4 separate regions of the Mus musculus genome follow, and regions 1, 3 and 4 are each linked to region 2. The links are chromatin contacts, called in public Hi-C, HiChIP or PLAC-seq and promoter capture Hi-C maps. All regions are on one chromosome and are shown on one strand. The core of a region is the stretch at or near the end of the contact, and the rest is flanking DNA. Distances in the headings are between cores, read along the strand shown.

Region 1 (5,262 bases), core at 457-2,956, 1.9 Mb before region 2:
AAAACACAGTCACCATTTAATGACATGTAGTGGCTTTCCTCCTCTCAAAACGTATCTTCATGTGATTTTAAGTGAATGTCTACACTGACTAGTCTGCATAAAAATTACTAAAATATTTTCCAAATTATGGAAAGAAGAAAGAGTATTCCTCTCTCCAAAGGGGAAAGTAGTTTCCCAGGTCTAAGAGCACGCTACGTGGTTTCTAGCACTATTTGAACACACTGGTAGATATTCTAACCTGCAGACACCAGACAGAATGGTTAGACATGCTATGACTTTAGCCTACTATGGCTGAGAAGGCTCATATCAAAAGCAAGAGGACCTGGTACATTTCAGTGTCAAGATAACAATGCACTGTTGGGCAAAAAACATGTTTTAAACAAGAGTTTCATGTAATAAAGAGTCCTTGGAGACGGAGTTGTGTGGACGTAGCAGTTCCTGTATCAGGATCAGACAAAGGTAGATTTTCTTTTTCCATAGATACTTTTAAACAGATCTGTGGGTACTGGTGCTCTAAAGGAAAGGTCAAAGTATCAGACAAGATGATTTGTAGAATTCTAAAAAGAAATTTTCTCTCTGTGTGTGTCTCTCTGTCTGTATCTCTCTGTCTCTATCTCTGTATGTCTCTGTCTCTCTCTTTGTCTCTCTGTGTCTCTGTCTGTCTCTCTCTCCCTCTCTGTTTGTCTCTTTGTCTCTGTCCCTCTCTGTTTCTGTCTCTGTGTCTCTGTCTGTCTGTCTCTCTCTGTGTCTGTCTCCCTCTCTGTCTCTGTTTGTCTCTGTTTGTCTCTGTTTCTTCTTCTTCTTCTTCTTCTTCTTCTTCTTCTTCTTCTTCTTCTTCTTCTTCTTCTTCTTCTTCTTCTTCTCTCTCCTCTCTCTCTCTCTCTTCTCTCTTCTCTCTCTCTCTCTCTCTCTCTCTCTCTCTCTCTCTCTCTCTGTGTGTGTAACAGCCTTGGTTGTCCTAGAATTTGCCTGGTAGACCAAGTTGGTCTTAAACACACAGGGACCTGTCTGCTTCTGTCTCCCAAGTGTTGGGATTAAAGGTGTGTGCCATCATGCCCACCATACCTGACCTTCAAAGGGGATTCTCAAGAGATGATTAGCTACCTTTTAATAGTTTTCATGTCTTGGCCATGAAGGCTTGGGGGCTTAAGTTCTTCCTAACACATTAAGGACTATCTAATGTCTTCCCTGCTCCTCTCAACATTATGGAATTTCACTAATTACATCAGTACATCACCCAAAAGCTCAGACATTTGCCTTCTCTTTTCCTCCTACCCTACAACAATTCCCTTCCTAGGACTGAAGAAAGTGCATTTTTCTTTATTTCTCTGATAAGAGGCTCTTCTGCAGCTAGTCCGAGAAAATCATCTGCAGTGCACTAAGAAAATGCTAAAGAAAAAAAAAAAAAAAAAGGAATGCCTTTCCCACGTGTTATAATCATGTGGCTAAATTAAAATTTCTTTTTCTTAAAAAACAGAACTTTAGGCCAAATAAACCTCTAAATTTACCGGTTCATACCGATAGCCATGCTTGCCTGAGTTTGAGAAGAGGAAACCATGAGAATCAATGTAATTTCTCACCCAAAAAGTAGAGTTGCAGAATTCGTCCATCGTGATTTCCAGGGCACTTCTGTTACGATGACTTTCTATGATTGTCTTGTTTCTTCTTTACCATCTGCCTCAAGGGAAGCAGATGTTAAGGAGCAATGTGCTTTTCCCATCCTCACTGCCCAATTAAAGGCAAGTCTCCTGACCTTTCATCCTGACAACTTAATAGTTAACTTTGCTAGATGAATGCTATGTCATCCCAGTGAGCAGACATGTGACTGGGAATCACCAGATACTGGGAGGCTTATCACTTCTCCAAAGCCCTGCCCCTGTAGTGTGACCAAATCTAGAAAGAACCAATCAGAGACATTAATGCAGTTGGCAGGTCGGAAGTCCAGTACACAACCTATGCATCCCTGCATGTGGGGTTTTACTTCAGTTTGAACTCGGTTAAGAGTTCACAGAGATGTTAAATACCCATACCTCTGATTGTTGTTTTGTCTGGTTTGAGACCAGGTTTCTCTGTGTGGCACTCGCTGTCCTGGATCTCACTCTATAGACCATGGTGGCCTCAAACTCACAGATATCCACCCAAGTCCTGGGATTAAAGGCATGCATCACCATGCCTGGCTCCTCTGAGTTTTTTGATTAAGAACTTATGATAAACATAAAACACGGTTTAAAGTAATATAAACTTTGTTTGAAAAAGTCAAGTTATATCAAAGAGCGAAAGCATTGTGGATCAATGAACATAATTTGAGCAATAAAATGTTAGTCTTATTGGCAGGATTAGGTAGGGTTTTTTTTTTTGGTTGTTGCTTTTTGTTTGTTTGTTTGTTTGTTTGTTTGTTTTTTTCAAGACAGGGTTTCTCTGTATAGCCCTGGCTGTCCTGGAACTCACTCTGTAGACCAGGCTGGCCTCGAACTCAGAAATCTGCCTGCCTCTGCCTCCCGAGTGCTGGGAAAGGCGTGTGCCACCACCGCCTGGCTCTTTTTATTTTCTATTGTATCTTTGTTTTTCCATAATTATCAAGTATTATTTGTGTAGTAGCATTTAAAGGTGCATAACATAAAATATATCATCTTGATGAGTTCTAAGTATATAATTCAGCAGTGCTAAGTGGACTTATATTGTTAACCAATTTCTAGAACTTTTTATCTTGCAAAACTGAAATTTTATGCCAATTGCGCATAGCCTCTCTCCCTCCAGTTAAGACATGCTGTTTTGTTGGTAATAGAAACAATTCATATATTCTTTACTTATCTTGGGTTTTTTTTTTTTTTTTGGTTTTGTTTTGTTTTCTTTTGGGGACACAATCTCAATGTGGAACCCTGGAACTCATTTTGTAGGTCAGGCTGGGCTGGAACTCACGGAGATCTGCCTGCCTGTGTCTTCTGAGCACCACCACACCTGACTTATATTCTTGTTTATTCAAATAAGACATTATAAATGAGTTTTGCTATTCAGCTTCAGAATTAAACTTGTGTTTGTGTTGATTGCAAAACCAGTTGCAAAAAAACATAATCCTTCAGTCTGTGATGTTTGCCATGTCAGCAGGCATGTCTTCACTCAGGATGTTCTAATTAAAAGGAGATCTGAAGATATTCAGCGCATCACATTTTCACTTTCTGCTAGCGAAATATAACATAAAAAAATAGAAACATATTTATTTTTCTAAACTGAGGGATTTGCTACATTTGTCACAGTCCTAAGCCAGAAAAAAACCAGTGGTACTCCCCAGAGGCATTTAAACTCAGTAGATACTTTCATAACTGATGGTTCCATTGAGGCGAGAGCAATAGCTACTGGACTTTAGAATGGTGTCGATTTCTGATGGAAGGGAGGGCATTCAGTAAAAAAAAAAAAAAAAAAAAAAAAAAAAAGCTGAGTGTGTCAAAAAATTTCTGAAGTGGTGATAAATTGTGGCCATGAAAATTTCACAACTCTTTGAAGAAAGAAGAATTTGTCTTTTGGACTTTTTGAATGGCTGCGTTTGCTTTGATCAGGAAAATGTGGCAGGGATGATCCTGGGTAAAGAATCAAGCCCAGACCCTAGAGCACGCGTGTCTTTCTCATTGCCTTCACTTCATTTCCTGAAATGTGATAGCGAACTACCAAAAGATTAGATACCGGGGGGGGGGGGGGGGGACGACGACACAGATCGAACAGAGAGAGATTGCGTAATTCATCTTGACTCTGGCTGTAGTCCAAGATTGTGACTGACACCTTCCAAGACCACCACTCCGGTTGACTTTCCAGGTGGATGCTGGCCCAGAGGTAATCCCAGGAGGATCAGAACAATCACCCTACTGGCACACAGAGCTATGAGGAATTGTCAAATGTTGTTTTAATCCAGCAAGTCACTAAGCTGCTTTTCTGCACTGATATTTTTAATATCTTAGTATAGTATATTTTTAAAATGTTAGTCATTGACCCTCTCAATCATTTAAATGAGCTATAGCTAACCTGAAAGTTCCTACCAAACTACTTGTTTTAGGTTTAGGACTTGTGAGATTGCTCAGGGGGTTCTTGCTGCTAAACATTGTCCACCTGAACTCAATCCCTGGAACCCATAAGGCAAAGAGAGGGAAGCAGCTCCGGGTGATCTCTGCGCATGCCCTCGTACGCATGCACAGATAACAAAATGTGGCTTTATTTGTGGCATATGGCATTCGTACAATGCAAAAAGTTTCATCATGAGACTTTTGCAAAGATTCACAATGTACTTTGGTCATGTTCATCCATCCAGACTCAACTTCCCAAGTGTCAGCCAATATGTTTGGCTTTCAAATGAATTGTTAACAGTAGCTTTTCTTGGAGCCGTGAGAAAACCAGGCTTCTGAAACTTGCTTTTTATATTAGACACTGGAAGCCGGAGAACGAACAGCAAAGCTTTTGCAAACCTAAAATAGGTTTTATGAGAACTTACACAAGAAATACCAAAACCATTACATGGAATCACTGAGAATAGTAAAAGGATTAGAAGACTGAATGGGCAAATACGTCACAGTATTTTTAATAGGTAAGGATAGAGAGATGCTATAACACAACACACAACACACACACACACACACACACACACACAAGTCTAATTTCAACTATTGGAAATAACCAGAATAGTTCGTTAAGTAAAGAATGTTTTGAGAATTAAAAGAAATGATCACTCACAATAGGAATAAATACTTTAAAAGCAAACATCTAACCTAATTTAGTTTCTTTTCCTGTCTGGTCTTAAGTAATCAGCAGGCAAGGCATTCAACAAAACACCATGATTTCTGAGTAGTTTAAGATGAGAATATACTATACGGATCTTTAGTTGAACACTGATATGTTCAAAGAAACTAACAGAATGAAGTAACAGGTATTCTGCTAGCAGCTCGCATTGCCTTCATGATTTTTAAACATTTTATTAACCATTATTAATGTGTGTCAGAGATGTGTGCTGTGTGTATGTGGGATGTGTGTTGTGTGTGTGAGTGTGGGCATGTGTGTACCACAGCACACATATGGTAGGGGTCAGAGGACAGCTTTTAGGAGACTGCCTTCGTCTTCCACCATGAGTCCTGAGGACTGAGCTCAGGCCATTAGGCTTGCGTAGCAAACACTTTTACCCTCTGAGCCTCTTACCAGCCCACCTTTATTGATTTCATTGATGGCTTACAGGCATTAAGAGAACTTGCAGCTAATGGCTATCTATAACATTACAGTGTTCTT
Region 2 (5,394 bases), core at 10-2,509:
GAGCAACCCTTTTACACAGCTACTGCCGTGTCCAAGTTAGGATGTGCCCTAATCACCAAGAGAAGTGCCTCTTCACTACAGGGAGCGGGGAGGCCTTGCTTTCTTATTAGCATTCCAAAATCACAGAGAACTGTGGGTGGTGCGGGGCACCCAGCATGGATAGGCAAAGGCGAGCTTATCTCCTGGACGCTTTCACCCTTTGCTCTGCCTCTGTCCTTGGCCAAGGGCCCGCCAGTTCCTCACACTTACTTGTTACTCCACCCAGAAATGGGGCAAGGACACTGGATTAGAACTAAGTTTTGTATGACCTTGGACAAATCTTTCCAGTCACTTTTCTAAACTATAACAAGAGGACGGAGAGAGGTAAAAAGGAGGGAAATTAGATCTGCCTGCTTCATAGGGCTGGAGAGAGCATCAACTGAAATCACCCACTCACATTCCTGGATTCGGTTTTGTGGTTTGCTGCTGTGCTACAAAGCTCTCCGAAGCACGCGGTTTCCAGGTTGTCTCAAAGGCCATTAGACATCCCCACCTAACACCCCCCCACTACCCAGGGCGAGCCCGTGACCTGCCGCTTCGCCATGATGGGCAGGCGCCTCAAGTATACTCCGGTACAGCCACTGATGTCACGGGGAATCGTCCGCCAGGCGCCCTAGGCCCTCGTGGTACCCTAAAGGGTCCTGGGCGCCACAGGTGGGGCTGCTCGGACCGGAAGAACAGATTTTAGCCTAGCGGCGGCTGTGCCCTCTTTCTGGCACAGACTCTCAGACTTAACGGGGTGACCTTGACAAGCGGGTTCCCCACCCTGCGTTCACCTCCCCAGATGAAAATTCAACTGCAGAGGCCGACCGAAGTGCCCGCCTCTCGAGAGGGCCCGGGGGCTCAGGCGACCCCTAGGCCGGTGCTGGCCCAGTACGCCACACAGCGCTCGTCCCGCTCGTACCTCGCAACGCCTGCCCGCCGCGCTTCGCCTCCTCGTGGCCCGCCGGGCTCAGGTCGGCGTCGTACCAGCCGCTGAAGCGGTTCTCCAGGTTCCAGGCGCTCTCGCCATGCCGGATCAGCACCAGCTTGTAGGCAGCCATGGCGACGGGCAGAGGATGCAGCAGCAACTGAGGATCGCCGAGATTCTCTTCGCAGCCCGCCCCCCGCCCCGGTCGCGCCTGCGCACTTACAGTCTCCCGCCCCGCTTCCGCGCACTTTCTCCCCGAAATCTTTCCACTCGCTCGACAGACCGCCGCCCGCCCCGTGTGCGCATGCGCCTCAGGCAAGTTCTGCGGCCTGCTAAGGGGGGGGTGTAGTGCACCGCGGCGGCAGTGCGCATGCGTTGTACGTAGCGGTACCCGCGTGCTACCCGGCAGTCACGGAGCGCACGTAAGCAAGGAGCGCGGAGGGTGCTGGTTGCGAGCTTGAGCTCCAGGCGCCGACTGGACACGCCGCGCTTCCTCTTTAGGGATGATCAACTATCCTCTGACCAGTTCTTCAGCCCTGCCAGGCCACAGTCCCATCCCTGCGCAATTCCAATATACACCCTTTTCCTTTTAACTTGTACTTCGGACAAGTCATAAGACGTCTCAGCCTCACTTGTAAAATACTCTATAAACCTAAACGTGGGTTGTTGCTATTTCCCTTCAACAGAACATTGTTCTTTTGGGTTGTTTTGTTGTTTTTTGTTTCTAGTTTGTTGCTTTTTTTTTTTTTTTTTTTTTTTTTTTTTTTTTTTTTGAGACAGTCTCTCTGCGTAACCCTGACTGTCCTGGAACAAGTTCTGTAGACCAGGCCTAGAACTCAGAGATTTCCTGTCTCTGCCACCGAAGTGCTAGATTAAAGGCGTGGTTCATCACGCCAGTTAGAGCACAGCTTTTTTTTTTTTTTTTTTTTTTTAAGATTTATTATTTATTTTTATGTAGCTGTACAAATGGTTGTGAGCTTTCCTGTGGTTGTTGGGAATTGAATTTTTTAGGACCTCTGTTCGTCCTGGTAGGCCCAGCTCGCTCCAGTCGGCCCTGCTTGCTCTGGCCCATAAATTTATTATTTATTATTATAAAAATAATAGTACAATAATAAATATATACATATGCATTTATAACTACATATTATATAATAATAAATAATAAATATGTATTTATACATAAGGCCACTGTAGATGTCTTCAGACATGCCAGAGGAGGGCATCAGATCTCATTATGGGTGGTTGAGAGCCACCATGTGATTCTGGGATTTGAACTCAGGACCTTCAGAAGAGCAGTTAGTTACCTGCTGAGCCATCTCATGTCGCCAGCCCCAAGAGAACAGCTCTATATCCCTTTTCTTCTACTAAATGTTGATTCTGTAGCTGAGAGTGTGTGGAAGCTCCTGTGTAGGTGTACAGGCTCATGTCCTTCTGAGAAGCAAACGTTAGGCCCTTACAACATTACAAAAAGGAATGTCTGTCTCTCCTTACCCCAATTTTAGTATCCACTTGTTAGGACCAATTTCTCCTGCCCAGGCTGTGGACTCTTAGTTTATTTCCATTAAACTTCTTCATGAGCATTAAACATTAGCCAGACAGTGGCCTATTACTAAGATACTAAGATAGTGTCATGAATTCCTGTCCTTTTAGTGGAGAGCAAAATCCACATTTAAACAATTGACAACAGAACTGAGCCACTTTCTGTACTTTCGACAGAGAGCCAAGAAAAGTTTTAACATGAGATGGTCAAGTACCTACTACAGACTAAACAGAGTTAGTGCTTTTGTGCTTTATGCGTATTAACGCCTTCCCCCCCCCCCCCGTCTGTCTGTCTTTCTTTCTTTCTTTCTTTCTTTCTTTCTTTCTTTCTTTCTTCCTTCCTTTCTTTCTTTCTTTTTCTCTTACTTTCTTTCTCTCTCTCTCACTCTCTTTCTTTTCTTTCTTTCTTTCTTTCTTTCTTTCTTTCTCTCTCTCTCTCTCTTTTCTTTCTTTCTTTCTTTCTTTCTTTCTCCCCCCCCCTTCTGTTTTTTTCAGGCAGGGTTTCTTTGTACAGCCCTGGCTGTCCTGAAACTTGCTGTATAGACCAGGTTAGCCTTGAACTCCTCCTCCTGAGTACTGGGATTAAAGGCATCTAGTTTCATAATAACCTTTGAAGCAGGCACTTTTGTTCCACATACACTATAGATGAGAAAGCAGGATAGACAGACAGTCCCACTGAGGTTACAAGAACTGAGTTCAACCGTGACCGGCTGGCTCAAAAGCCACACTCTTATGCCTGTGGCACCCACAGGCTTGCTGCAATCCGTTGACCTTAAAGTTGGGGTAGAATTTGATTCACAACTTTTTTTTTTTTTTTAAATAAGATTTCACTATGTAGCTCTTAGCTGGCCTGGGTAGACCTGGAACTTACTGCATAGACCAGGCCAGCTTCAAACTCATAGAGATCCTCCTGCTGCTGCCTTGGTCCAAGTCCTGGGATTAAAGTGTAGGCCACTCTTCTACTTTACAGCCCTCAAACTGCAGAATCTCATCTCAAACTGCTGAGAGCTTCATCTTTTAAAATGAGCATAATAGACAGAGATGCATTGGTCCCAGCCGCTTGGGCTAGAGGATCAGTTCAAGGGCAGCTTTGGCTGGCTACAAGATTTCCTGTCTCTCCCCCCCCCCCCAAAAAAAAATTATAGATGAGAAACCAGAACACAAAGGCAAACTGTTCAGGGGCCTCCTCTGTGCATTGACTAGCACCCACCACCTCCTTCCTGGCACTGGGAGAAGATGCAACTCAGTATTCAGTTTGGAACAAATCTTCACAGACGGGTTCATAGTTCACAGCGCTACACAGCTAGGCCCTCCCTTCTCCCTTTAAGAGTGGTTGTGTGGGGGTGGCGGTGGGGGGCTGGAAAGATGGCTCAGTGGTTAAGAGCACTGACTGCTCTTCCAAAGGTCCTGAGTTCAACTCCCAGCAACCACATGGTGGCTCACAACCATCTGTAATGAGATCTGATGCCCTCTTCTGGTATGTCTGAAGACAGTTACAGGGTACTCATATACATAAAAATAACTAAATCTTAAAAAAAAAAAAAATTCCACAGGGAGCCTACAGACAAAAGTTTCTAGGGAAGTTTTCTCTCTCTTCCTGTTGTAGTCTGTCAGGAGCTTGACCAATCTGAGGCTTTGTCAGATTTGCCAGAGGTCCTGGCGAAAGGACAAAGGGAACTTTAGTTCTGTGTCCATATCCAGGAGCTGACTTGGCAAGGAGCCTAGGCCTCCTAGGAGTTAAGAGTTTGGGTCCTGAGAACCCTGCTTTCTCCCCAGAAGGACTATGGTCATCAACTGTGCCTGAGGTATCCTATGTCCCCTGCCAGCACTGCTTCATTTAGCTTTCTGCTGACCTCTACTCCCCGCAAAAAAACATGTAAGACGATGAACTTTTTAATAAACTTGCTTGACATAAGTCTCAGCTGTCTATCTGTCTTCTTCTTCTTCTTCTTCTTCTTCTTCTTCTTCTTCTTCTTCTTCTTCTTCTTCTCCTTCTTCTCCTCCTCCTCCTCCTCCTCCTCCTCTTCCTCCTCCTCCTCCTTCTTCTTTTTTAAAGATTTATTTATTATATAAACACTGAAGGTATCTTCAGACACACCAGAAGAGGATGTCAGATCTCATTACAGATGGTTGTAAGCCACCACATGGTTGGTGGGATTTGAACTCAGGACCTCTTAACCGCTGAGCCATCTCTCCCACAGCCCACCTAACCCTCCAGGACCCTGTCCCGAGGCTTCCAATCAGCAGTCATCGTCACCTAAAGCCAGGCTTCACTTCTAAAATCGATTTTCATATTTTCCCTTTGTCTTGGCCCTAATCTGTGTCCCCTCTGTGACTCTTACCAGATTCTGCTCTTGCCTCACAAAATTCAAGATTTCTGTGCTTTTGCCTAATTAGGGTGCTCCATCCCACAACAAGTAAGAAGTATAAAAAGAAGGTGCCCTCGGAAGCCTGGTTTGGTTTGCTCAGGGACTTGCAACGTGTCATTCCCCTTCTCTTCTTCCCTTTCCCTATCTAGGAACTAAGACAATAATCACATGTGCATATAGCTTTGGGGAGAGATAAATGAGGTGACCCGATGACCCATGAGATGGGCTCGCTGTTGTAGCTGTAGCCGGCAGTCAGTCCTAAGTGCAAGAAATGTTAGCAACATTGTACTCCCAAGTATTATTAACAGTGTGACCAAGAGAGAAAAAGTTAATGAGGACACCTGGGAGCACTCTGCCAAGCTTACCTCCCTGCAGGATACCTAGGAAGAGATGCCAGCTTAGCCGGAGGAAAGCTAAGCAAACAACTAGAATATATTTTGTTCTCTCTCTCTTTCTCTCTCTCTCTCTCTCTCTCTCTCTCTCTCTCTCTCTCCCTCCCTCCCTCTCTCTGTGATATTATAGAAGTACACACACATG
Region 3 (5,812 bases), core at 2,244-4,743, 1.3 Mb after region 2:
GCTTTGCAGACTGACCACATAGTCAAAAATGTCCCCTCTGCCTCTTACCAGTTGTGTGACTTTGACTAAGCAACTTCCTCCTGTTACTGTGACATGCATAAATCAATACCAAAGAGTTGCTGTGAAGATTATATGAGACAACATATAGGAGCCATTATAACATCTGGCACATAATAATCAATGTTAGCTATTATTAGCACTTGACAGAATCTGGCTTCTATTAGAATTGGTTTCATATGTCTCCTTTCCCTACTATATCATGTGCAAACTGTTTATATCCCAAGGAGCTGGCGTAGGTACTTACAACTGGCAGACAAACAATATTTGTCAAATTGCTTTGAAGGTATGCCAGGGAGAGGAAGGGGGTGGTGCTGGGAACAAACAATGTACATTATGATTTTACCCAGGGCCAGACTCTGCAGAGTTTGATTTTCTTTTGTTACTATAACACGATGCTTCAGACAGCAAAATTTCTATAAAGTGGGACTTAGAGAGATGCTATTTATCAAAAGACATGTTGTGTTCAGAGACAGCAAAGGTATGCTAGGACACATCTAAAAATATCCAGTTTGGTCCCTGCCTGAGCGGAGACTAGGGGTTGAAGTCCATCCAGGACTGTATGGGACAAACCGGTGTCTTAGCATGAAGTCACATCAATTAAGACCATCAACCTAGGGTCTTGAGAGATGGCTCAGCAGTTAAGAGCATGGGCTATTCTTCCAGACTTCTTGAGTTCAATTCCCAGCAACCATATGGTGGTTCACAACCATCTGTAATGGGATTTGACTCCTTCTTCTGGTGTGTCAGAACACACACACACACACACACACTGTAACTCTTTCTTTTAAAAAAAAAAGACCATCAACCTAGAGAGGGGCATTTCATTTTTCAGAGTATCTACTGAGAAAGATGTGGACTGCTTAGGAGCTGTCTGCATCCAAGTGAGGGAAGCTCTACGACTAATTCAAAGGCTCCTTGTAAGCCCTCCGACTCTTGAATGAACATCAACTACAATAATAACCGATCTTTAGACACTGTTTGAGTGCCCACTAAGGAGCTCAAGGTTCTTGTGGCTGACAGGAACTTTCTGGACTTGGGCAAAGGCCTAAGAAGCACCCTTTAGACAGAGCACAGCATCGCCTCTGAGATAGTGTCAACCTCAAGGACTTATCCTTGTGGCTTAGGAGCTGATTCATCATAAGGACATCAGAGAACATTACAGACCTTATGTGGTGAAAACTGCTAGTCCAACTCGGGGCCACGGACTTGTCTTGTGGCTTTTACTGAATCAATAACCTAGCTCAGTATTCTTCCCCAGTGACTTCCGAAGCTGGTTCGTGAGTACCCAGCCACCTTCTGCCCTCTGTCATGACAGAGGCCTCTTTCCCACCACTCTGCCTGCCTGGACAAAGTGGCTATTCTTTTTAAGACTTAAAAAAAAAAAAAAAAAGGTGCACTTGAGCACTTGATATCATACATCCAAAGTTGAATCCAAAAATTAGCATTGTGGGCTAAAAAGTGTCATAGAGTGAAGGAAAATGAGCGTGATGAACACCACTTTAAAACTGGTTGAGGTGGCCAAGGCAGGTCCTGAGCTAGGCCAAAGGATGGGAGAAGGCTTAACAGGGAGAGCAATATTCAAGAAAAATCTAGGAGTAAGAGCAGTAGTCTGTATTTATTGAGCACACAGTCTACATTAGTTACAGGTATTATTCTCTCCATTTCACAGGTGAGAAAGCTGAGGCTCACAGAAAAAAAAAACAGAAAGAAAGAAAGAGAGAGAGAGAGAGAGAGAGAGATGGAGCTGAACTCAAACAGAGGTGGGCTGACTCCAGGATAAAGAAGAAAAAAAGGTGAGCTAGGCCTCCAAGATGGAGGAAAGTGCCTTGCTGCTGACTGAGCAGGAGGAAAGACCAGGTCCCTGGGGAACTGAAAGTAGCTTGGTGAGTACTAGCTGGGGGGTGGGGACACATGTTCAGAAGAGAAACCAGAAGTAGAAGAACTCTAGTTAGATGTAAGACTTTTTGACACCTAGACAGACGTTTGATTCATAGGCTCTAACCCCTCCAAGCCTCAGACCCTCTCTTTCGTAAAAGACCATACAGAATAACAATGTCTGCCTCTCTCCCAGAAGGAATGACCATTAACACCAACTGAGATTGGTGGTGTAGACTTCACGAAAAAATACAAGTTCCTGCATAGACTAGATTTCATCTCCTCCCCACGAGCTTCAGAGACCCACAAGTCTAGCATCCAGTGGTCCAAGCTTCCGTCTTCCTAAGTAGCCTTGCCTGCGTCTACAGTTGCCACTTCCTAATTACAGGATCCCAAGGTGAGTTCTGCTCTTAGTTCCAGCACTGAATCCTCCAGGAAGTGGAGGTGATAGGGACAACACTTACCTTATATGGCTGATGAGAGGGAAGCTGAGCGGCACGTATGGGGAAAGGAGCACAGGTCCCAGCACACAGTAAATAAAACCTTAGGAAGCCCACACAGCTTTGGTCTGCTCTACGTGGGAAGAAATCTGTTTGCTAGTTCTCTAGTCCCTCTGCATCCTACGTGATAGAAATCTGTGAGCCTGTGAGAAGCTGGCGGTGCGATGAAGTAGGTTCGCGACCCTACATTCCCCCTTTGTTCCTGGCTCCCAAGGACTGGCAAGCAGCTAGCTCTCGGTCCTGGCAGAAAATGCCCAAAAGAGGTAAAAGGCAGAGACTGCACACCATTTGTGCAAACCAGTCTGCCCTTGCAGTTTCGTAGGCAAAAATCTAACATGGTCAGTTCGATCTGACCTGCTCTTTTAAGAGAACTCTTCCTTTCTTCCCTCCACCCCTTTCTCCCTCTCAGGGACAAGCACACTCCCCCACACAGCTTACAGCATTTTTACAACACGCACTCTGGGGTCCTGTTGTGACAGCCTCTTGCCACATTAACTTGCCTGTCCAACTCCCAGCAGAGAAGGAGCGAGAGTCTTTGCTAATGTCCCAGCAGGAAATTCGAACAAAACAAATCTACACGCAGAACCCAACATCTGCAAGCCAGGGACCCAAACCGACACTAGATGACTCCAGACCGTAGATGAAGCAGCTGCCTCTTTAGGTACAGAGGACTGGAAAAACAGTCACTTGCCGCTTAAAAAAACCACATCTGCATACCAATTAATTATGAATATTCATCGACTTCAGCCTACTCCAGGGCACTACAACCCTGAGCTCTGTCTGTTTCCCAAAGCTTTTTCTGCCTCGCTCAGGAGACAGGGAGAGTTCATTCAGGCTCTTTGCCTTTGGTTCTTTCAAGTACTCTCTTTGGGTCTGGGCTTTTTTTTTCCCCCTGAAGGGTTTGGATCAAATCAGTTCTGGTCTTACCCTTTATATCTTCCATAAGGGGCAGCTTTTTGTTTCCTTCCTCTTCCCTCGTCTGTCTTGGGTGTTTTTTGTTTTTGCTGTCTCTGCTTGCTGTGGTGGCTTTCTGCGAGAGAGGTACTCACGGTTCAGAGATATAACAGACCCTAGGGCTTGTGGGAGGGGCTAAATTAGCCAGCCCGGTTTCGGAAGGAACCTCAAGCCCGATGTCTTTTTCATTGACTAGAAATACAGATTGGGAGAGGAGCCGGCCAGCTCATTTCCCCTAGTTACTCGAAAGCTCACCGGGTTGTAATTTCTTTTTTCTAGGCTTGACGTAGTATGTGTTCAAAACTCACTCTCTCCTTCCCCTTCCTTCCTCTTTTCCTCCGTTATAGATCTCTCACCCCCTCTGTTACAGAAAATCTACTTTTATCCCTTGAAAAAGACATTTCTACTACTACCAAAAAAAAAAAAAAAAAAAAAAAAGAAGAAAAGAAAAGAAAAGAGAAAGAAAAAAGAGGAAAAAGCTCCAAGCCTTGCAACTATAATGTTGGTAGCCTTGAGACTCAACACCTGTGAGAGGAAGAGCTGCTCTTCCTACCACATAGAGCTGACCCCTTCCCAGTCCCTGATGAGCAATCACTCCTCAGTCTCATTGGAGAAGAATGCAGGCACTGGGGGAAGCTGCAGGCAAAGCCACACAGTTGTCCGGAAAGCCTTATGGGACCACTGAGCAAATTGCTCACTGGGTACCTCTTGCCAGCTGTGAAATGACAAACGTCATCCACTTTTCTCCAGCTTTGACTTCCTACCTCCAAAGCCCTAGGTACAGGGGTAGCCACGCCCAGGCTTCCGTAAGGTGACCCAAATGCAGGTGAAGTGTGAACTTGTTTTGAAATGAAGAGGTCTGAAGTGTGGGCTGGCCCTCAGGGAGGACGGTGTAAGTCCTCAGATCCCAAAGCCACTTGGACAGCTTCTCCTTAAAAAGCTGCTTGTAATCTTAGTTGTGAGGTTTGAAAGAGACCTGCGGAGTCCCATCAACCCAAGATGACAGCAAGAAAAACGAAGCCACCTGCCCCTATTTGCATGCTACAAGGCATGGAGACGACCCCTCCTGTTTACCACCTCACTTCCAACGACAGATTCTTCCACAGTGCTCACACACAGTACTCAGTAAACCCCAAGTGAGTTCATGAATGAACAGCCAGCCACATTGCCCGACTATAGATCCAGCCTTCTGATTCCTAGTTCATGGAGGTTTTGTCGTTATTTGTTTGTTTGTTTTTCTGTATTTCCTTTATAGCAGAGAATTCGTGTCTGGAGCTAATTTTACCGTTAGACATAGTTCTTCCCCAAATCATTTATTTAGTGACCACTTAAGGTTGCTTTGAAGGAAATGTGTTCTCTGCTACACTTTCGTGTATTTGTAAAGGGGCGGGGCTCAGTTTTCAGTTTAGATGTCTGCTCCCTTGCACAATGCAGTGCCTGCCACACAGAACGTGCTCAGTGAATTCTGGATACTTTGATAAATCAGAACTATATAGCAAGACTTTCTGTATCTTACTTAATGGTGCATAACTATAGGAGTTTGCATTTAGAAGAATAATTAATCACACTAAATGAAAACTCTAATAAATGCCTTCTCTAGAACCAGTTTAAACTGCATTTCTAATCATGAATATTGGTTTGATATTGTCCTATGATAATAACATTGTTTTAAGTGACATAATGAGATATTTGCAAATATCAGCAATCTTTGTGGCTTTGTGACTGCATGTGTGCTCTATAAAAAATATGAAGTTCAGGCCTGGAGAGATGGCTCAGTGCTTGTGGAGCCTGGTAGCCTGAATCCAATCTTCAGAATCCTTGGTAGATGGAAGGAGAGGACAGACTCCCACCAGCTGTCCTGTGACCTCGATACATGCTCCCCAAATACACATACCCTTCTCCCACCCTCCCACACATAATTTGTTTTTAAAAACTGAAGGTCATCTGAATTGAATACATAGTAATAGAAGCAGCCTTTCATAACAAACTAACTCATCCTACACAAATCTCCTGACAGGAGTTAATGGTTCTGATGGTGGAGTGCTGTGTGCTGTTTAATCCTATTGCTCTGTATGCACAGCTCCTTGGTATCAGAAAAGCATTATAGTTGAGCACGTCTTATCTCCCAGTCACATGACAATAGTTTACATAAGAGGTGGCAAGGATACAAGAGCCTGTTTAAAGGTCTGAAAATTGCTTTAAATTTCAATTTTATTTCTGGACCAAAAAAGTCCATTATTATAATTGTATTGTTGCCTTTTTCCAATAGAAAGTAAGAAAGTTACTCAAGAAAGTTGCTAGAGCTAAATATACCTGTCCTTCTTTTACCGATGAAATGTATTTTTAACGTAAGTTCCTTAGAAAAAAAAACCGTTTCATTTTTCCTACACCTTCAATCTCCTACATTATGTCAGTTCCTCCCT
Region 4 (5,204 bases), core at 63-2,562, 1.0 Mb after region 2:
CAAGTCTCTCTATTCATTCTGACCATACAAACTTTAGAGCACACTCAAATCAGACCTGTTTTGCTGGGAAAAAAAGCAATTCAATTATTATTAGTAAAATGTGCCTTAAGAAAACCAGACTTTCAAATTAACCACGCTGTGAGTTGTTTTTACATTACATCCCTGAGATAATCACAGACAGTTCAACATTCTCATGAATTCCTCAAAAACTGACCCCTTTCCCCATTTTCAAGACTTTTGAAAAAAATAATTTACAAAAACTAAAATAACCCAAATTTAAACCTGAAGCGAAAACTGACCCTTAACTTTTGTTTTCTAAACTTTGAAGTTGCATCTGTTCCATTGGTCTAGATAAGAGTTAAATCACATCATCTATGCATTCAGACCCAATACTTTTGAGTTACCAAAGCCATCTAACTCAAGATACTACCCACTTAACAAAGAGGACACCATGTTAAGAACAGATTCAAGATGGACCCTACAAGTGGGGAAAAAAAAAAAAAAAGCCCGTGACAAAGAAATCCATATGCCACTGGGTGTGGTGGTGGTGGGGGCAGTCTACAAGAGGACCACTTTCTTGCCCAACTCTGAGGGCGCGCAGTGCGTGCGCCAAGAGAGCGGGGAGTCTCTGCAAGGAAGAACCCCCAATAGCCATAGACTGGGCCCATAGTAGGGATGCCGTCGAGGCGGGCCCGCGAACCTACAGCTCGAGGGGTGCGGACTGAGGGCTGCCCAGCCCGTCTCCACCGGGCGCGGAACCCGACGAGCGATGGCTTCGCGCGCCAAACGCCCCCGCATCGCCCCCAAAACGCCGCGCCCGATCCGCCCCTTTCCCCGGAGTTCCGCTGCCCCTCGGGCGCGCGGATGTACACTGTCGCCGCGCCGTGCGCGCGCGCCCAAGTCCTAGGCTCTGAGACCGTGGGGGAGTTCTTAGGGACAAACTTACAACCAGCCCAAGCCGAGACGACAATGACCAGCCCTAAGAGCTAGCAAGAGCCCCGGGTTAGAAACCAAGGACTTCTCTAGAAAACTTTGCGGCAAGTTGGCCGGAAGCGCTGAATGGACGGGACTATTTAACATGAGCTTCCTAGCGCAAGAGGCGGATCCCCCCCAAGACCATTTGGGGGGAACCCTAGCACCCCACGATTTCGCCCTTGGCCCCTTGCCGTCTCTCTGTGCGTCCCGACATCCTAACTGGTCTTGGCGGCTCCGCACACAGGGAATACCTGCCGTGGTCCCCATTGCCTGCGAGTCCCAGATGGCGGCCATTACCCCTCCATCCGGGTACTGCCGGAAAGCCGAGCGCCGCGCTGCCGGCAGCGCACGCTGCGGCGGAGGGATCCGCGCTGCACCTGAGGCGAGCGGAAGGGAACGGCGGCCGGAAGGGCCCCCGCCTCAGCCTCCCGAGAGTAGGCCATGGCGCTGAGTCCACGGCTGACCTCGTCATACGGCGCCTCCCTGCGTCCCGCCTCACCGCCCCCCGTCTACTCACCAGCCGCGGGGATCCTACTGCGGGGGGAAGAACGGGGAAAATGGCTACCGTCCTTTCCCAAGTAGACACCAGAAGCAGGAACTGGTGTGCTTGGCAAGCCTTGGTTGACAGGAAATGGCCTCAACCCAGAGGTTTTAGGCAGCCCCCATCTTAGCAAATGGCGTGTTCCCTGTACTTACTCGGATCACGCGAGTTGTGGTATCCCTTTGACGTCCCAGTGGTTGGACGAAGCTGCTACCCAAAGCTCTGGCCCACAAGGGAGCCAACCCTGAGCTCCAGAGCAGCCCCACGCACAGGCTACCTGTGAGGGACACTCTTCTCTCCCGCCGCGACACGACCTCCTCCCACGGCACGGAGGACTCGTCTGAGCGAAGGAAGTCCTCTCAGCGAAGGAAAACCCTCGCACGCCCCTCACAGACTCAAAAATGGAATCCTTGCCCCCAAGAAAAGAATCCTTCCCCACCCCACACAAGAGTCGTACAAAGTCCAAATGTGGCTCCTCTCTTTCAGAACGTTTCAGAAGCCTACTAATCTCACTTGGTAAATAATTACCTCCCTTAAAAGAAAAAAAGGACAAAAAACACACGTGGAAGCACTGTGGAAACTGCCGCCGTCAAAAACTCGAGGCGGAGGGATATAGCAAAATATAAAAGATCGAATCTGAGAATTTTGGCTTCAACTGTGGGCCGTAGTTTTTTTTTTTGGGGGGGGGGATGCGTGGGGGCAAGGGGTAACCCAAATAACTCCTGACACGCACAAATTTTTCTTAAAACCAATTTTAAAACTGTTAAGAATTTTCCACTTTCTTAGGATATGCTTTTGAACGCATTGACCTGTGCCACACGGACTTTACCCTTTAAATTAAAAAAAAGAAAAAGAAAAAGAAAAAGAAAAAGAAAGGAATAAAACACACACGGAGAACCCTTAGTTTTGGGTGGTTTGTACAACAGTCCTCCTAGAAGCGGCAAGCTGAAATTCACACAAGAAGTACAAACATAACTATAAAAGTGAAGGTGAAATCTATTAATATCAAAAGGGCATATTTATAATCTATAATGATGTTTGCAAAATAGATTTTCTTTGGGGGGGGGCAGGGTAACAGGCCCTGAGACAGTGTAACAGAGCCCTGGCTGTCCTGGAACTCAATTTGTAGACCAGGCTGGCCTCCAGCTTACAAAGCTCTGCCTGCCTCTGTTTCCTGAGTGCTGGTAGATTTTCTCCTTAACACAATATTTTCATTGTTCCAGAAAAGAGGACACACATTGCTGAGGAGAGAAGTGGAGAAAAGCCTGTTTGTTTTTTAATAGGAAAAAAAAAAGTTGTTTTGGACTGTGAGTAGTTAGTTTTGTTATAGCTTTTATAATTTACATGACAAAAATGATGCATCATCATGTTCTGTAGTATTCTCATAAAACTTTATTTTTGCATCTATGTTCACCTTGAAAACCTGTGTTTAATTCTAGAAGACTCAAAGTTTTCATTGCATGCTAAATAAGCTAGAATGTTGGTGAACTCTCTCTCTTTTCCTTGTCCAGTTTTTTCATTTTTATCAAACTCTTACTCTTTGCTCTTTTAAAGTTCTGAACACTGAAGTTAATAACAAAAGGAGTGAAACAGAAAGGAAGAGGAGATAGACTCTAAAACTGCAAATGAACAAACGCTGGGTAATAGCTCAAAAAATAAAAAGATTTTAGAACGTTCCAAACTTAAAGATAGTTCATGGGAATAGGATAACCATATTAATGCTTTCAGAGATAGGCTGCTCTGAAGATGAACCTGCAATTTACTCGCAGTGGACAATAACCTCTTATCTTCTCATACTAAACCTGGTGGTGACAGTCGCAAAGTTTCCTTCTTGCTTACAAATCCTTTGTTTAAATGTATTATTAATTCATGGTCATTGTATCATAAAGGGGGTTAATATAAAATAATGAAAATAAATGGATATAATGCATTTCGCTTTAGGCATTCTGTCCTCATGGTCATTGTATCATAAAGTGGGTTAATGTAAAATAATAACAAAATAAATAGATATAATGCATTTTACTTTAAGCATTCTGTCCTCTGAATCATATGACATCATATCATAATGTGGCAGCTCTCTTATATATAAGTTCACAGAAAAGTAAGTATAGCTTGGTATACCGTAAGTACTTCAATTATAATGAAAAACCAGATGTTTGCTTATTTTTTGTTTGTTTTCAAGACAGGGTCTCTCTAAATAACCCTGGCTGTCCTTGAACTCTCTCTGTAGATCAGGCTGGCCTCAAACTGATCCACCTGGTGCTACCTCCTGTGTAGAGGGATTAAAGATATGTGCCACCACTGCCCCGCAAGATTTTTAAATTAAAGAGCAAGAGTCTCCTATGATTTTTATCTCTTTTGTTGATCTTTCAACTCAACTCCATGCACCCTGCCCCCAAAATATAATCCAATGCATCTGAATGTGGACAAATTAGACATAAAGAATGTGGATGATCTAACATAAAATGGCCATACACCTTGATCAAGGCTATTATGGGCTGGTCACTAATGGCAAGCTATAAAATGGTAGCTGAGCTTCAAGTGATATTTTCCCCAATGTTTTCCTTTCCTTTTTTTCTTTTCTTCCTCTCTTTAGTAGCCAAATCCATTCACTTCACCCTTTATCATCATGGCTCAGGGATGAGAAGACGTTCCATTCTTAGCAAAGAGCTCTCAATGTTATCTTCAAAACTCATTATTTTGCATCTTTTCAGGAGAAATTCCCTTGAACATCTATTTATGAGTCACAGAGGTGAACATGTCTATTATATTAAAACAGACAAAAACAGCTGGGATTGAGATTAAAAATAAATTTCAGGAAACCTCAGCAAGGTGGAGAAGAGATATTGCTATTGCCATATAAATTATAAGAGTGGCCCAATTCTTTAAAAAATATACGTGCTAGAATCTGCAAAGATCTTTGTGCTACACGATGCTGTTTCTGCTCCTGTCATACAAGGTTAAATCAATGGAAGGTAAAGGGATCACACAACTCTGTTCTGTGGACGTTCTGGTTTGTTCCTGTTTCCTCGAGCTCACTCTACGCAACAGTTGACGCTTAAGTGAAACGTGTTTGCTCACTAGAGTGATAAAGGAAAACCACTGAAATTTTCATTAAGTAATAAGTAATGTTTGGTCTGCTTTACTTGTGGCTTAGAGAAAGGAGACAACTCATTCATAGAAAGAAATACTGGCAGAAGCAAGAACTGTTATCATGAGCTTATGACTAATCAAATAGGAGATTTTCTTTACAGTGCAGTGTGGATAGAGGGATCAGAAAGAGTAATCGTCAGTGGTTTTGTGAGGTCTGGTCTCTCGACTCTGATTTTCTTCATTTCTCTCCTTTTAACTGAGACTAAAATGACTGCGTTTTCAACCTGATCTAAGAAAAGAGCAAAACTTCCAAAGATTTAACAAGCAAAAGAGAAAGATACCAAACCAAGCATATCCTTTCTGAAAAGCTAGGAAGATCCCTGAAGCTGGCTGGCTAGCCAATGTAGCAGAATCTTTGATTTCATGTTCAGTAAGAGACTCTGTGTCAAAACTCAACGTGAGAACAATGGAGGAAAGGCATTTAACATCAACCTCATGCCTACACACACACACACACAACACACACACATGCAGTGTCTCTCTCTCTCTCTCTCTCTCTCTCTCTCTCTCTCTCTCTCTCTCTCTCTCTCTCTCC

What was found. Promoter capture Hi-C pulls out the DNA fragments that hold promoters and counts their contacts. A called contact is a pair of places that touch in the nucleus more often than the background predicts. HiChIP or PLAC-seq counts read pairs in DNA pulled down with a chosen protein or histone mark.
Region 1: a promoter capture Hi-C map of liver shows a contact between it and region 2, with 3 times the contacts expected there. The contact joins the promoter of Abcc2 here to the promoter of Pgam1 in region 2.
Region 3: a contact with region 2 is called in a Hi-C map of B cells, with 6 read pairs. The contact joins the promoter of Entpd1 here to the promoter of Pgam1 in region 2. A contact is called at or near these places in 1 of 39 promoter capture datasets (pre-B cells), 1 of 484 Hi-C or Micro-C datasets (B cells) and 1 of 115 datasets of contacts at active chromatin or transcription factors (microglia).
Region 4: a FOXA1 HiChIP or PLAC-seq map of pancreatic cancer cells shows a contact between it and region 2. The contact joins the promoter of Zfp518a here to the promoter of Pgam1 in region 2. A contact is called at or near these places in 3 of 39 promoter capture datasets (liver and pre-B cells) and 1 of 115 datasets of contacts at active chromatin or transcription factors (pancreatic cancer cells).

What each region holds. Positions count from the first base shown.
Region 1 is chr19:43,778,752-43,784,013 of GRCm38.p6, reverse strand. Abcc2 (ATP-binding cassette, sub-family C (CFTR/MRP), member 2) reads right to left here and starts at 1,706. Exons shown (of 32, transcript NM_013806.2): 1 at 1,581-1,706. The coding sequence starts at 1,610.
Region 2 is chr19:41,907,736-41,913,129 of GRCm38.p6, reverse strand. It overlaps Pgam1 (phosphoglycerate mutase 1), which reads right to left and starts at 1,259. Exons shown (of 4, transcript NM_023418.2): 1 at 944-1,259. The coding sequence starts at 1,082.
Region 3 is chr19:40,657,451-40,663,262 of GRCm38.p6, reverse strand. Entpd1 (ectonucleoside triphosphate diphosphohydrolase 1) reads right to left here and starts at 3,493. Exons shown (of 10, transcript NM_009848.4): 1 at 3,363-3,493. The coding sequence starts at 3,378.
Region 4 is chr19:40,890,813-40,896,016 of GRCm38.p6, reverse strand. It overlaps Zfp518a (zinc finger protein 518A), which reads right to left and starts at 1,312. Exons shown (of 5, transcript NM_028319.1): 1 at 1,227-1,312. It overlaps Mir8092 (microRNA 8092), which reads right to left and starts at 1,314; the gene lies at 1,228-1,314.